Linked DNA regions of Sus scrofa: regions 2, 3 and 4 are each linked to region 1. Evidence: chromatin contacts called from public promoter capture Hi-C data. All regions are on one chromosome and are shown on one strand. Each heading gives the region's core, a stretch centred on a gene start, on an enhancer-like site or on the middle of the called end of the contact. The rest is flanking DNA. Distances are from core to core; before and after follow the strand shown. Region 1 holds the start of TUBA4A (tubulin alpha-4A chain). Region 2 holds the start of TMBIM1 (protein lifeguard 3). Region 3 holds the start of CTDSP1 (carboxy-terminal domain RNA polymerase II polypeptide A small phosphatase 1). Region 4 holds the start of ARPC2 (actin related protein 2/3 complex subunit 2).

Region 1 (2,700 bases), core at 129-2,628:
GCAGGGGTGTCTCAGCCTTCCAGTCTGGCATCAACTGACCACATGAGCCATCAGGATGCCCTCCTCCACTTTAAATCCTATCTGGCTCTGGGATCAATCCCATCTGGCTGCTCTCCCCACCTCCACCCCCACACTCTGGGTATCTTCACCACCTTCATCCATTGCGGAGCAGGCACTGAAATTGCAGAGAGCAAAAAACGGCAGGCACCCGCAATAAGGGTTGTGGGCACTGGGGCCCTCGCTGCCCTAGGCTCATCCCTGCCAGTCTGAAATTAACCTCTGAAGAACCAAAGCGGTGCAGCTGCAGGGCCGGCGCAGCCTCCCTTTTCAACACCGAAATGGCGGGGTGACGGTTTCCAAATACCCAGAAGAGGAAGCGGAACCTGCGGTGAGGCCTCAGAGGTAACCCGCCTGGCCCTGGACAGGGTGAGCGCCATCCTGCACTCCGGCCCTGCATTCGTACTCCTTTAAGATTCTTTCCAAGTTACATCCCAGCGGAAAGCGAGGATTGGATTTCGGCCCCCATCCCTGGGCTATAAATACCACCCCCTACACACACCTCTTTCCCCTCCCCCCAACCTGGCCCCGGCCCGTGCTCTCGCTCAGCGCCAGCTGTCTCTGCCCGTCCGCGCACCCGGACTCCTGTTGGAGAGAGTCCGGCTCGCCTCACGAGGCCGAACCCCATTCTTGCCACCCCTCTAGGCTCAGAAGAGGGGTGCTGAGTCACGGGTGGGAGGCATGAGGGTAGGAGGGATGCTCACGTAGTCGGAGGAAAAGGTGATGGTGGACCAGGTAATCTGACCCCTTTCCACTTTCTTGCCCCGAGCACGTGTTGGGTTAGTTCCAGGGACTAGGGAGTGAGTGGGAGGCTAGGAGCCGAGGGCAGCCGAACGGGTCTCCCTCGCCGGCAGAAAGGACTGGGCGCGGGACCTCGTGACTCCCCCCAGGAGGGTTAGGGCACAAATGCTTGCAGAGCAGAAGGAGATTCCAGAGGACTCCTATTTGCTAGTGAAGAATCCCACCCCACTCCACCTCCTTCCCCAGGCTCCGAAAGTGGACAACGCTGCCCACCCAAAGTCACGGGGAGGGGGTGGGGTGGAAAGAATGCACCCCCCCCCAGAAAAAAAACCTCCGCAAGACCTAGAACTCCTAATGGAGGGCCCCGAGCATCCCGGGAGGGAGGGTCCCCGAAAGAGAGGGGACACTTGTGGGACAGGCACGATGCTGGCGGGGCCGCACTCACCATGGTGAGTCCGGGCGGTGGGTCTCACGTAGAGTCCGGGTGACGGGTCTCAGTGAGAACTGCGCTAGCTGCAGTGCCGCACCGCTCTTATACGCGGGGGGCGGGCCCGCGCGCTCCGACCGCCCACTAATAGCTGGGCGGCCCAGAGGCCCCGCCCCCGGAGGGTAGGCGGCCGTGAGGGGTTGGGCCCCGGCGAGTCCCCTCCCCTCAGCGTGCCCGCGTTGCTCACCTGTCGGACGTGGGTTAGGAGTAGCGACCCGGGCTTTAACCCTTCCCTCCTAGTTTTGAGCCGACACTCCGAGCTCCCAAGCTCCGCGGTTGGGACGCTGGGCGCGGTGCCAGGGCGTGTCTCGCCTGCACCTGCATCATGCGGGCGTCTGTCGCTCAGGTGTTCTGACTTAGGCCGGGTGCCGTAGAGGCTGTTTTTCCAAAGTGGCTGCACCCAGCCTTCGCCAGTGCCCTCCCCGCCCCGCCTCCCTGGAGGCTCCGGCCGACTGCCTGGCTTTGGCCCGTCCCCCAGGATCCCTCTGTAGCCGCACGCGGCCTGATGGTCCCCGGCGGGGACCGCTGGCCTTCGCCGATGCCTGTGGGCGGCTGAGGACCCGGAGCTGCACAGCCTGAGCCCCAGGTTGCCGATCCTTCCGGCTGCTCCGCAGAGCCGACCCCACAATCTGTCAGCGAGGGCCGACCCCCAGAATCTGCCAGTGCTAGCCGACTGCCAGCGAGTCAGAGGTCCCGTCATCAGAGCCGTCACTATTAGCTGGGCCTCGCCATGGCCACCTGCCCGCTTTCCTGCTGGAGCCCTATATGACCTTGGGCAAGTGACTTAACCTCACCGAGTCCTTGGCATCTTCACCGGTGAAGAGGAGACAAGATTCCGCCCAGAACGCGTTGTCGTGAGATAGCACAATGTTTGTTGACTCTGAGGAGGAAAAAAAGAAAATGGAGATTCTGACATTATGGTTGATTTTGATTTTACCATCCTCTTCTGTCCCTAAACCATGGGCAGGATTTGTGACTTGCATCTCAACACCCTCATCGCTCAGGTGGACGTCTTCACTGAAGCTCTTCCCTCTTTTTATGTTTCATTTCTGTTTCTTGCAGGAATGGACTTTTCAATCTATGTCTGCTTTCCTTTGTGTGCCTTACATTTCCTAGCTGTCTCCTTTCACTGGGAAAGTCATCAGAAGTGCCCTATATGCCTACTGGCACATCCTTAAGAAACCTGTCTCCAAGACTAGTCACTTGAAAAAGACTCACTTGCTTCTCCTATCACAGTGTTTCTTAGGGCCAGGGCTGGTGAGTATACAGCATAGTAGGATAAAATAACTAACAACGGCAACTTTCTACCAACAAAATAGCTGACTGACACCTTATTTAGGCAAGGTGTAGCAAGGGATGCAATGAAAGATGACAAAGTCTTTTTTCCCAGTAGACTTGCCATGTGGTTGGGAGAA
Region 2 (2,700 bases), core at 117-2,616, 930 kb before region 1:
AAGGTGCACCCCTGTCATTACCTCTCTGACGTGCTGTTTTTACAGGTGAGGCCCTGAGGTCATAGCACAAGAAGGCAGGAAGTCAGGGCCCTTGACCCTGTGTGGTCCCACTACTTCTTTCTAAGTTATAAACCGGGTCTCTGGGTCCTCATGGTTGGAGAGACCAAGAGAGCAGGCAGGTGAGGAGGAAGTATGGCTGCCCCCTTGCCTCAGACATATTAGCCTCAAGGAAGGGCCTGGCTCTCCTGCCACCACTGGCCAAGCCAAAGGCGCCAGCACTGAAACCAAAGCTCACCAGTGAGATGAATATTTCAGAGCCCCGAGAACTGGACACCCCAGGGACCTTCCATGACATCTGGCTCTGACCCTGGTTCCCAGGCTACCCATCCCTCCCCATCCCATGTCCAGGTTTCTCAGGAGGAACTCCAATCCCTGGATACCACACAGAGGCCACCCTGGCCGGAGAGGGGATGGTGCCCCAGAGAACAGAAGCTGGTGCAGAACCCACAAGATTGGGGCCCAGCTTCCCAGCAGCCCTCCTCTACTTTTCCTGCCACTGTCCCCTGGCTCCACCGTTTTCCCCTCTCTTTTCCTGTTTGTTTTGCTCCAACCCAAAGAGGCCACGAGGAAGATAGTACTTTGTGAACCCAGCTTGGGGGCGGAGGTTAGAAGTGGGCCGGCTGAGGCAAAGTCGTCCTGACAGAGGTGGCGTCTTCCTCACGCCAAGGATGTGGGCTGCTCACGGCTTTCACTTCCACCCGGTTCCCCACGCACTCAAATACTCGGTCACCAGTGGACACCACAGCTGGCACCGGGGGCGGGCAGAGCCAAGCAGAGGCCGGGGCAGGGGCCCTGGGCGGCCTCCCCTCCCCCTCTCACCAGCCCAGGGCCCAGAGAGCCTTTATCCCGCGCACAGCTGGCCACCCTGGGGCTGGCGCGGTGGCCACGCCCTGCGATAGACACGCGCCAAGAAGCGGGGGACAGGACACCCTCAGACCCCGGCCACGATCACCTGTGCGCACAACCCGCAGCTCGGCTCCCCAAGCTAAGCAGGCGTCACTCGCCCGCCCGGGACGCACAGGGAAATCGAAACGCCAAAGGTGAGGGCGACAGAGCCCCACTCCCGCCCTCCACGCACTCCGAGAAAGTTTGGGGCCCCGTCCCAGGGCCGCCTCAGCCCCGGCCCGCTCCCCGCCGGCCCGCGGTGCCCCATTCCCGCCGGTCCCGAGCCCCCTGGCTTGCCTACCGCTCTCGACTGTGCGTTCCCGACCTCCCGGCGTCGCGAGTCCGGCACCACCCGCGCAGGCCTGGGCTGGGCTGGGTCTCCGCGCCCCGCCCCGACGCGCCGGCCCCTGGGGCGTGGCCTCGGGGTGCCGCCAGGGGGCGCTGGGGTCCGCCCCGGGTCCCGCCTGCGTCCTCCCGGGTCGTGCTCCTCCCCGCAAGAACTTTAGAGGTTTCGCATTTTAAGGCAGCATATGATCCTTGTTGGAAATTCAAAACACAAAAATGCATTTTCTTAAAGTATAGTTGATTTTGTTCCACTCCTCCTGAATGCCAGCGGCAAGCGCTTGCATTTTAGTGTTTCTTTGCTTATATAGCTCTGTGTATCACTTGTTTTTCTGGAGTGGGGTCCTATTGCACAATCTTTGTTGCTTATCTTTTATTTCACATTTTATCATGAACATTTTTCTTGTCACTAAGTATTCTTCAGAAGCATAGTTTTAACGCCTCAAAGTATTCTATCACATAGTTATGCCCATTTATAAAATCGGTTTCCTACTTTTAAGGACATTTAAGTTGTTTCCCATTTTCTCATTATTAGACATAAATCATGATGAACATTGTTGACAATTTCATGTTTTTAAGCCAAATGTGCTTTTCAAGTATAAAAACTTCAAATGTCCAAATGTAGAGATGGACGGAACTTAGATTCTCTGGCCCTGGGAACCATGGCATTGCCTGCCTGAAGTTTCTTCAACCAGGAAAGCAGGTGATTTAGGGTCAGAAATCCTGGGATGTGGATAACTTCTCTCAGTGCACAACGTTGGGTTGGGAGCTTTCTCCACCCTCCCAGCCACTAATGGCAGGATGTACTTGGTCGTTCCATGTTGCCGATAAGGAAGTAAGTTCTGGGAAGTTTTGAAACATTGCCGAGTTTACATAGTTCCAAAGTCCATGTTTTTTTTCCATTACGCCAAGGCTTCCAGTAGATGAACAGCTTTATTTAAGGTGCTTTTCTCAGGCTGGTAGCTACAGATCACACTGTCACTAAATGTCATTCACAGCCTGTTGACACTTTTTCTTTTTGAATGGCAGTCGGTGGTGACCTGACAAAACATAGCTAGACAACCAGGACCACCTGAGCATTTCCTGATTCCAAACCCATCAGTAAGCACTTTTCCTTTCTTTCTTTCTCTTTTTCTTTTTTCTTCTTTTTTTTTTTTTTTTTTTTTTGTCTTTTGCCTTTTTAGGGCTGCTCCTGCAGCATATGGAGGTTCCCAGTCTAGGGGTCTAATTGAAGCCAGATCTGAGCTGTTGTCTGTGACCTACACCACAGCTAATGGCAACACGGGATCCTTAACCCACTGAGTGAAGCCAGGGATCAAACCCACAACCTCATGGTTCCTAGTCAGATTCCTTTCCGCTGCACCACGATGGGAACTCCAATAAGCACTTTTCTTTACATTATTATATCCAGGG
Region 3 (2,700 bases), core at 193-2,692, 840 kb before region 1:
CAGCTGCGGCGGGGCTCACAGCCCGTGACCACGTCTTCTTCGCCCTGGTCCCCAAGCCCGAAGCTGGCACGTCTCCGGGCGAGCGCCGCTCCCCTCGTGTCCTGCCCCTCGCGCGGGGCCTCTGCCCCCTCCGCACCCCCCTTCTCCGGGCCTGGAGGACGTGCGCCGCGCTCGCACCCCGCGGCCGGACGGGACAGGACGCGCCCGCCCTGCCCCGCCCCGCCCCGCGGCCCGCGGGGGAAGGAAGTGCTGAGGCGTGTTTGTCAAGGCTTGGCGATATTAGTATTTTTAAAATGTGAACAAAAAGTAATAACGACAAATGCAAGGATCTTAATAAACAAGAAAAGAAAGAAAGAAAGAAAAAGAAAGAAAGAAAGAAAGAAAGAAAGAAAGAAAGAAAGAAAGAAAGAAAGAAAGAAAGAAAGAAAGAAAGAAAGAAAGAAAGAAGATAGACCACCCTCAGACCTAACCACGCACCACACGGGAGTTTCCTTTGTAAAGAATCTGCGTGGAAACGCTGGCCCCGCGCCTGCCGGTCTGTCTGCACAGACCCAGGCGGAACGTGTGTTCAAGGTCCTCCAAACAATTGATGACTGTGATGCCCATAGTCAGGCATTGAGCCTGCAGGGCTTGAGTCCACGGTTGACCAATGCGTGGGGGCCGCCGTCCGATTTTCCCCTTCCTCAATAGTCACAGAGTGGCCGGCTGGGGAGTAGAGGACCTAGGAAGGCCTCTTGGAGAGAGTGTCATTTCCTCTTCGAGGTCCGTGGGATTTGGCTATGCGGAGAGGGAGGAAGTGCATTTCACGTAGAGGGAACAGCACGCACAAAGGCCCTGAAGCGCGTGGAGGCGCTTGGCTCCGGGCGGGAAAGTCAGGTAGCTGGAGTGCGCACGGGGAGTGGACGTGGCGGGGCGGCTGAGGGAATCCCGGGGCAGGCAGTTGGCATTTTCACGCCCTACAGCTCTGGGTTTAGGGGAAGGAGCCAGAGACTGCGGTGAGTCGCGGTCACAGCCCAGTTAAGAGCTTAACTGTGTGGATCTGCACAGCCGTCTGAAGGTAGCAAAGAGCCTTTACACGCTCACGACATCCCTGCGAAATAAGCCTTACGACCGTCGGAGAGAAGACCCACTTTATAGACCAGATGGTGTAATTCCCATTTCCCAGAAGAGGAAACCGAGAAGCTGTCAGCCCGCGACCCTCGGAGAGTGCAGGGGAGGAGCCGCACCGCCCTAGGGCACTCCTGGGCGTGGGCGATTGGGTAGGCTAGGGTAGGGTAGGGCAGGGCGGGGGCGGGGCCTGGCCCCCGGCAGCCAAGAGTCGGGGAACTGTGGGCCGGCTGCCGGTCCTGCCACGCAGCCGCAGAGGCTTGGCCCCGCGGGCGGGCGGGAGGCAGGAAGGGAGGCGACGCCCCCTGGAGCGCGGCAGGAACCCGGCCGGGCCCGCCTCCCAGCCCGCGGAGCCGCGCCGGCCCCTGAAGTGTTGAAAGCCCGAGCAGAGTCCAGGTCACGCCGAAGCCGTTGCCCTTTTAAGGGGGAGCCTTGAAACGGCGCCCGGGTTCCATGTTTGCATCCGCCTCGCGGGGAGGAAACTCCATGTTGTAACAAAGTTTCCTCCGCGCCCCCTCCCTCCCCCTCCCCCTTAGAACCTGGCTCCCCTCCCCTCCGAAGCTCGCGGGGATCCCTCCCTCCCACCCCTCCCCTCCCCCCCGCGCCCCGATTCCGGCCCGAGCCGGGGGGGAGGCCGGGCGCCCGGGCCAGAGTCCGGCCGGAGCGGAGCGCGCCCGGCCCCATGGACAGCTCGGCCGTCATTACTCAGATCACCAAGGAGGAAGCGCGGAGTCCGCTACGGGGCAAAGGTACTGGGGCGCGCGGAGGGGGCTGCAGCCCGGGCACCGCAGGAAGGAGGGGCCCGGGACCTTCCCGGGCAGCCGCCACCGCCACCCCGGCCGCCCGCCTCGGCGGGGGCCGAAGCTTCCAACCCGAGGGGGAGCGGGATGAGTGTTTGAACTTGCGGAGGCTCTGAGGCGCGGGGCGGGGCCTGGCGCCTTTGGGGCACTCCTGTCTGTTCTAGTCGGGGAAACTGAGGAAGGGGTAGAGAAGGGGAGCCCTCCGGGTCTCCTAGACTGGCTGTGCACCGTGCCGGAGAGTCGCCCCCCCCCCACCCCCGCGTTGGCGCCAATGGGACTGGGAGATGGGGGGGGTAAAAGAGGGCGCCTTCAGGCCACCAGCTGAGACTCCGCCCCCTCTGGGCCGCGGTCTAGTCGGGTGGCGGGAGGGGGCGCGGAGGTGACAGCGGACTGGGGTGGGTTGCATCTCCCGCCAACACACAGCCACGTTCCCCACAAACTTGCGCGCCCCGCGTGGAGGCGCCGAGCCTCTCAGAGGCTCCAGAGAGGGGTAACCACTTCTAAGGGTCCCCAGCGCGCCCGCCGGGAGACCCGAGCGTCGTGACAGTGCACGCGGTGCCCCGGCTTCAGGCCGGTGGGCGCCAGGCCTATGCCCACACTACCGACCCGGGAAGCCGCCCATCTCGGCCGGGCTTCCCAGGGCTGACGGGTCTGAGCTGAGGGGTCTGCTCCTCCCTGTCCGGGTGATGACTTCAGAGGCTAGGAAGATCCTGCCACCTCTGGGGGGCCTCGCACCCCTCAGGGGCAGGGGGCCCGGGTGGAGGGGCGCTTGGAGGGTGGGCGGATCATGGTT
Region 4 (2,700 bases), core at 31-2,530, 1.0 Mb before region 1:
CCCCTAGCCTGGGAACCTCCATAAGCAGCAGGTGTGGCCCTAAAAATCAAGAAAAAAAAGAAAGAAAGAAAGAAAAAAGAAGAAGAAAAAGAGGAATGAAGGAAAGCAGAAAGGAAGCTCTATAGAAGGTCTCTACTAAGTGGATGGAAAATATGACTTGAGTCTTCTGAATTGGAAAAGAAAGCAGGAGCACCCCTAAACAGAAAAAAAGAGAGTTAGCAAATAATTTGGGGGTATTTGCAATGTCTTGAAGTTTATCCATGTCCAGTAAATAAATTCATTTTGAAGAGCTGTCTGGGCCTGATGACAAGAGCTAGTTTTTGTCAATTTTTGCCTCCCTGATACTTTCTTAAGAACACTTAGCAGAAAATAAATCAATACTCCTAAAAAGAGCTCAGCTAAATTTGTTAGATTCTCCCTGGAGAAGGAAAAGTACAAAACCAGGCACACAGGCAGACGCAACACAAAAATGAGTTCATTTTCCTCACACAGATGAGTAAAAAATTATGTCTCTGGCAGAGGTGCTGGGAGGTAAGGCAGAAAAAAATCACGTTTGGGGCACCTAGAGGCATCTCCAGGCACAGAAAGGGAGACAAGAGAGGAACCCAGGGAGGCTTATTCACTTTGGTGACGTCTCATTCCTTTCCTTCTTTGCTCTTTTAACCGATTTGTAGTTACATATCTGAAAGTTTGTTGTCTGTTTCCTTTGCCAGACTATAAGCTCCACGAGGGCGGAACCTCATCTGTTTCAGGCGTCACTGTATCCCCAGCACAGAACAGGAGCCCACTTAACATTTGCTGAGCAAATTAAGGCACGATGGTGCCACTGGACAGCCATTAGTGTGGCATGAGGAAGGATCACACCGACCACAAAGTGAGAGTAAAGACGCCGACTAGGAAATGAAAACAGTGAGCTTCTTGTCAGAAATAACAGGACCTCGTGCGTAGAAGTAAACTCTTCGGGAGTGCAGGATGCAAGCGCTGGACCGCGAGGCAGGCCTCGAGGAATGACAGCTAGCCGGGAGACACACTTTCAACAGCGGGCCGAGGGCGGGGCTGTGGGAAAGTGGAGAGTCGCGGCATCGCGCGTGCGCACGCGCGGCCTCCGCCCCTTCACCTGGTGCGCCTGCGTGCGCGCGCACGAGGGGTCGGAGCGGAAATGGCGCCGCGGGGCCTCGGGGCCGCGCGTCCGGGCGGCGAGCGGAAGTGGGTGTGAGAGCGGAAGTGGCCGGCTGGAGCCGGGGGCTGGGCGGGGACCGAGCTTGTCGGTGAGGCGGCAGCGGCGGCGGCGGCGGCGGCGGCGGCGGCTCGGCAGGCGGGTTCAGGCTTCGGGGGCCAGGTCGGTCGGGTGGGTGGGTGTCTCCACAGTCAGTGCGTGCGCGGGCTAGCACGCGCGTCTTCCCCTTTCCCCCACCCTGGTCCCTTTCCCCTTCTCCCCTAACCTTCCCCACCCAGCCCCCCTCCTCAGGGGGCAGCAGGGCCGCTCCCTCCGTCCTTTCCTCCCTTACCCACCCTCACCCGCCCTTGTTTCTCCTTCCCCTGTCCGGGGCAGCCGCCGCCATGATCCTGCTGGAGGTGAACAACCGCATCATCGAGGAGACGCTCGCGCTCAAGTTCGAGAACGCGGCCGCCGGGTGAGCGCGCGCCTAGGGCCGGTGGGTGGCGGGGGAGGCAAAGTTGACCCCTGCCAATCGTTCAGACCGTCATACGTGGAGTAGGGAGGTGGGAGACCTGGCCGGGTGCAGGGACTGCCCCGGCGGGGTAGACATGGGAGGTGGTTGGGCGCGGCGGGGTGAGGGGCAGAGATGCGTGGGGAGAGGCTCAGAGGAAGGATGCGGAAGCAGTGAGTGGACAGGAGTGCGCGTGCCAAAGAGACCTGTGGGACGTGAGGGTAGCTTGGACCGGAACTCTCGCTGGAGGATCCCATTGCCCTCTGGAGCGAGCAGGGGACCGCTTCCCACCGTATTCTCCCGTCATTGTTCAGAACCCGGAGAGAGCCCATTGGGGATTGGGTTGGAAGGAGTTTTCAGGGATTCCCAGGACTGGAAGAGTGAAGAAGATGTACCCAGAAGAGGCGCAGATCACCACCAGCCTTCTCGCTCCCCACCCCCACCTCCTCGTCTAAAGGAGCCAGAGGGAAAGCTGAAGGCAGGCCCAGTCTTGCAGCCGGAAAACCCGATCTCTCTAGTTTTCCTTCACCGAACCCTTCTGTAACAGACACTGCCTATTTTGTCACATTTCGCAAGCAAAGTTAATACCCCCCCCATCCACACCCCTTCCTTATCACTCCTCTGAGGTTCTATTCTCCTTTCTCCACCCAGTATCCTCTATCTGGTTGTTTATCTTTTTAAGTTCTTGTATCATACCCCTGGCCTGTGATTTCTTCTGTAGTAATTCTGGCCCAGATAACACACTGAAATGCCTTCAGAGCCTGTAACGTTCTTAGATAAACCTGTTTTTAACCATTGGCCCTTTTAAAAATGGGCTTTAGGAGATGTTTCTAAGGCAGCCGTCTCTGTCAAACGCAGAACCAGTAGAAAGACGACCTCCCCCCAAGTTGTTCGCTTGTCTGATACAATATTTAAAACATGAACCAAGGAATTGGTTTTAGCTCCTAATTTTGGATGGCCTGCGGCCAGTCTCTTTGCCTCATTTCCCCATCCCTTGAGGATGGGGCTTCACATCTTGGTTACACAGTGG

What was found. Promoter capture Hi-C pulls out the DNA fragments that hold promoters and counts their contacts.
Region 2: a contact with region 1 is called in a promoter capture Hi-C map of fetal liver, with 3 times the contacts expected there. The contact joins the promoter of TMBIM1 here to the promoter of TUBA4A in region 1. A contact is called at or near these places in 1 of 5 promoter capture datasets (fetal liver) and 1 of 2 datasets of contacts at active chromatin or transcription factors (alveolar macrophages).
Region 3: a contact with region 1 is called in a promoter capture Hi-C map of liver, with 3 times the contacts expected there. The contact joins the promoter of CTDSP1 here to the promoter of TUBA4A in region 1. A contact is called at or near these places in 1 of 5 promoter capture datasets (liver) and 2 of 2 datasets of contacts at active chromatin or transcription factors (alveolar macrophages and skeletal muscle).
Region 4: a contact with region 1 is called in a promoter capture Hi-C map of fetal liver, with 2.6 times the contacts expected there. The contact joins the promoter of ARPC2 here to the promoter of TUBA4A in region 1. A contact is called at or near these places in 1 of 5 promoter capture datasets (fetal liver) and 1 of 2 datasets of contacts at active chromatin or transcription factors (alveolar macrophages).

What each region holds. Positions count from the first base shown.
Region 1 is chr15:121,292,670-121,295,369 of Sscrofa11.1, forward strand. It overlaps TUBA4A (tubulin alpha-4A chain), which reads right to left and starts at 1,379. Exons shown (of 4, transcript XM_001928335.6): 1 at 1,244-1,379. The coding sequence starts at 1,246.
Region 2 is chr15:120,363,689-120,366,388 of Sscrofa11.1, forward strand. TMBIM1 (protein lifeguard 3) reads right to left here and starts at 1,367. Exons shown (of 12, transcript XM_021076202.1): 1 at 1,247-1,367. All of the region lies in intron 2 of PNKD (probable hydrolase PNKD), which reads left to right.
Region 3 is chr15:120,449,207-120,451,906 of Sscrofa11.1, forward strand. It overlaps CTDSP1 (carboxy-terminal domain RNA polymerase II polypeptide A small phosphatase 1), which reads left to right and starts at 1,443. Exons shown (of 6, transcript XM_021076473.1): 1 at 1,443-1,856. The coding sequence starts at 1,790.
Region 4 is chr15:120,295,842-120,298,541 of Sscrofa11.1, forward strand. It overlaps ARPC2 (actin related protein 2/3 complex subunit 2), which reads left to right and starts at 1,281. Exons shown (of 11, transcript NM_001190239.1): 1 at 1,281-1,339; 2 at 1,553-1,634. The coding sequence starts at 1,561.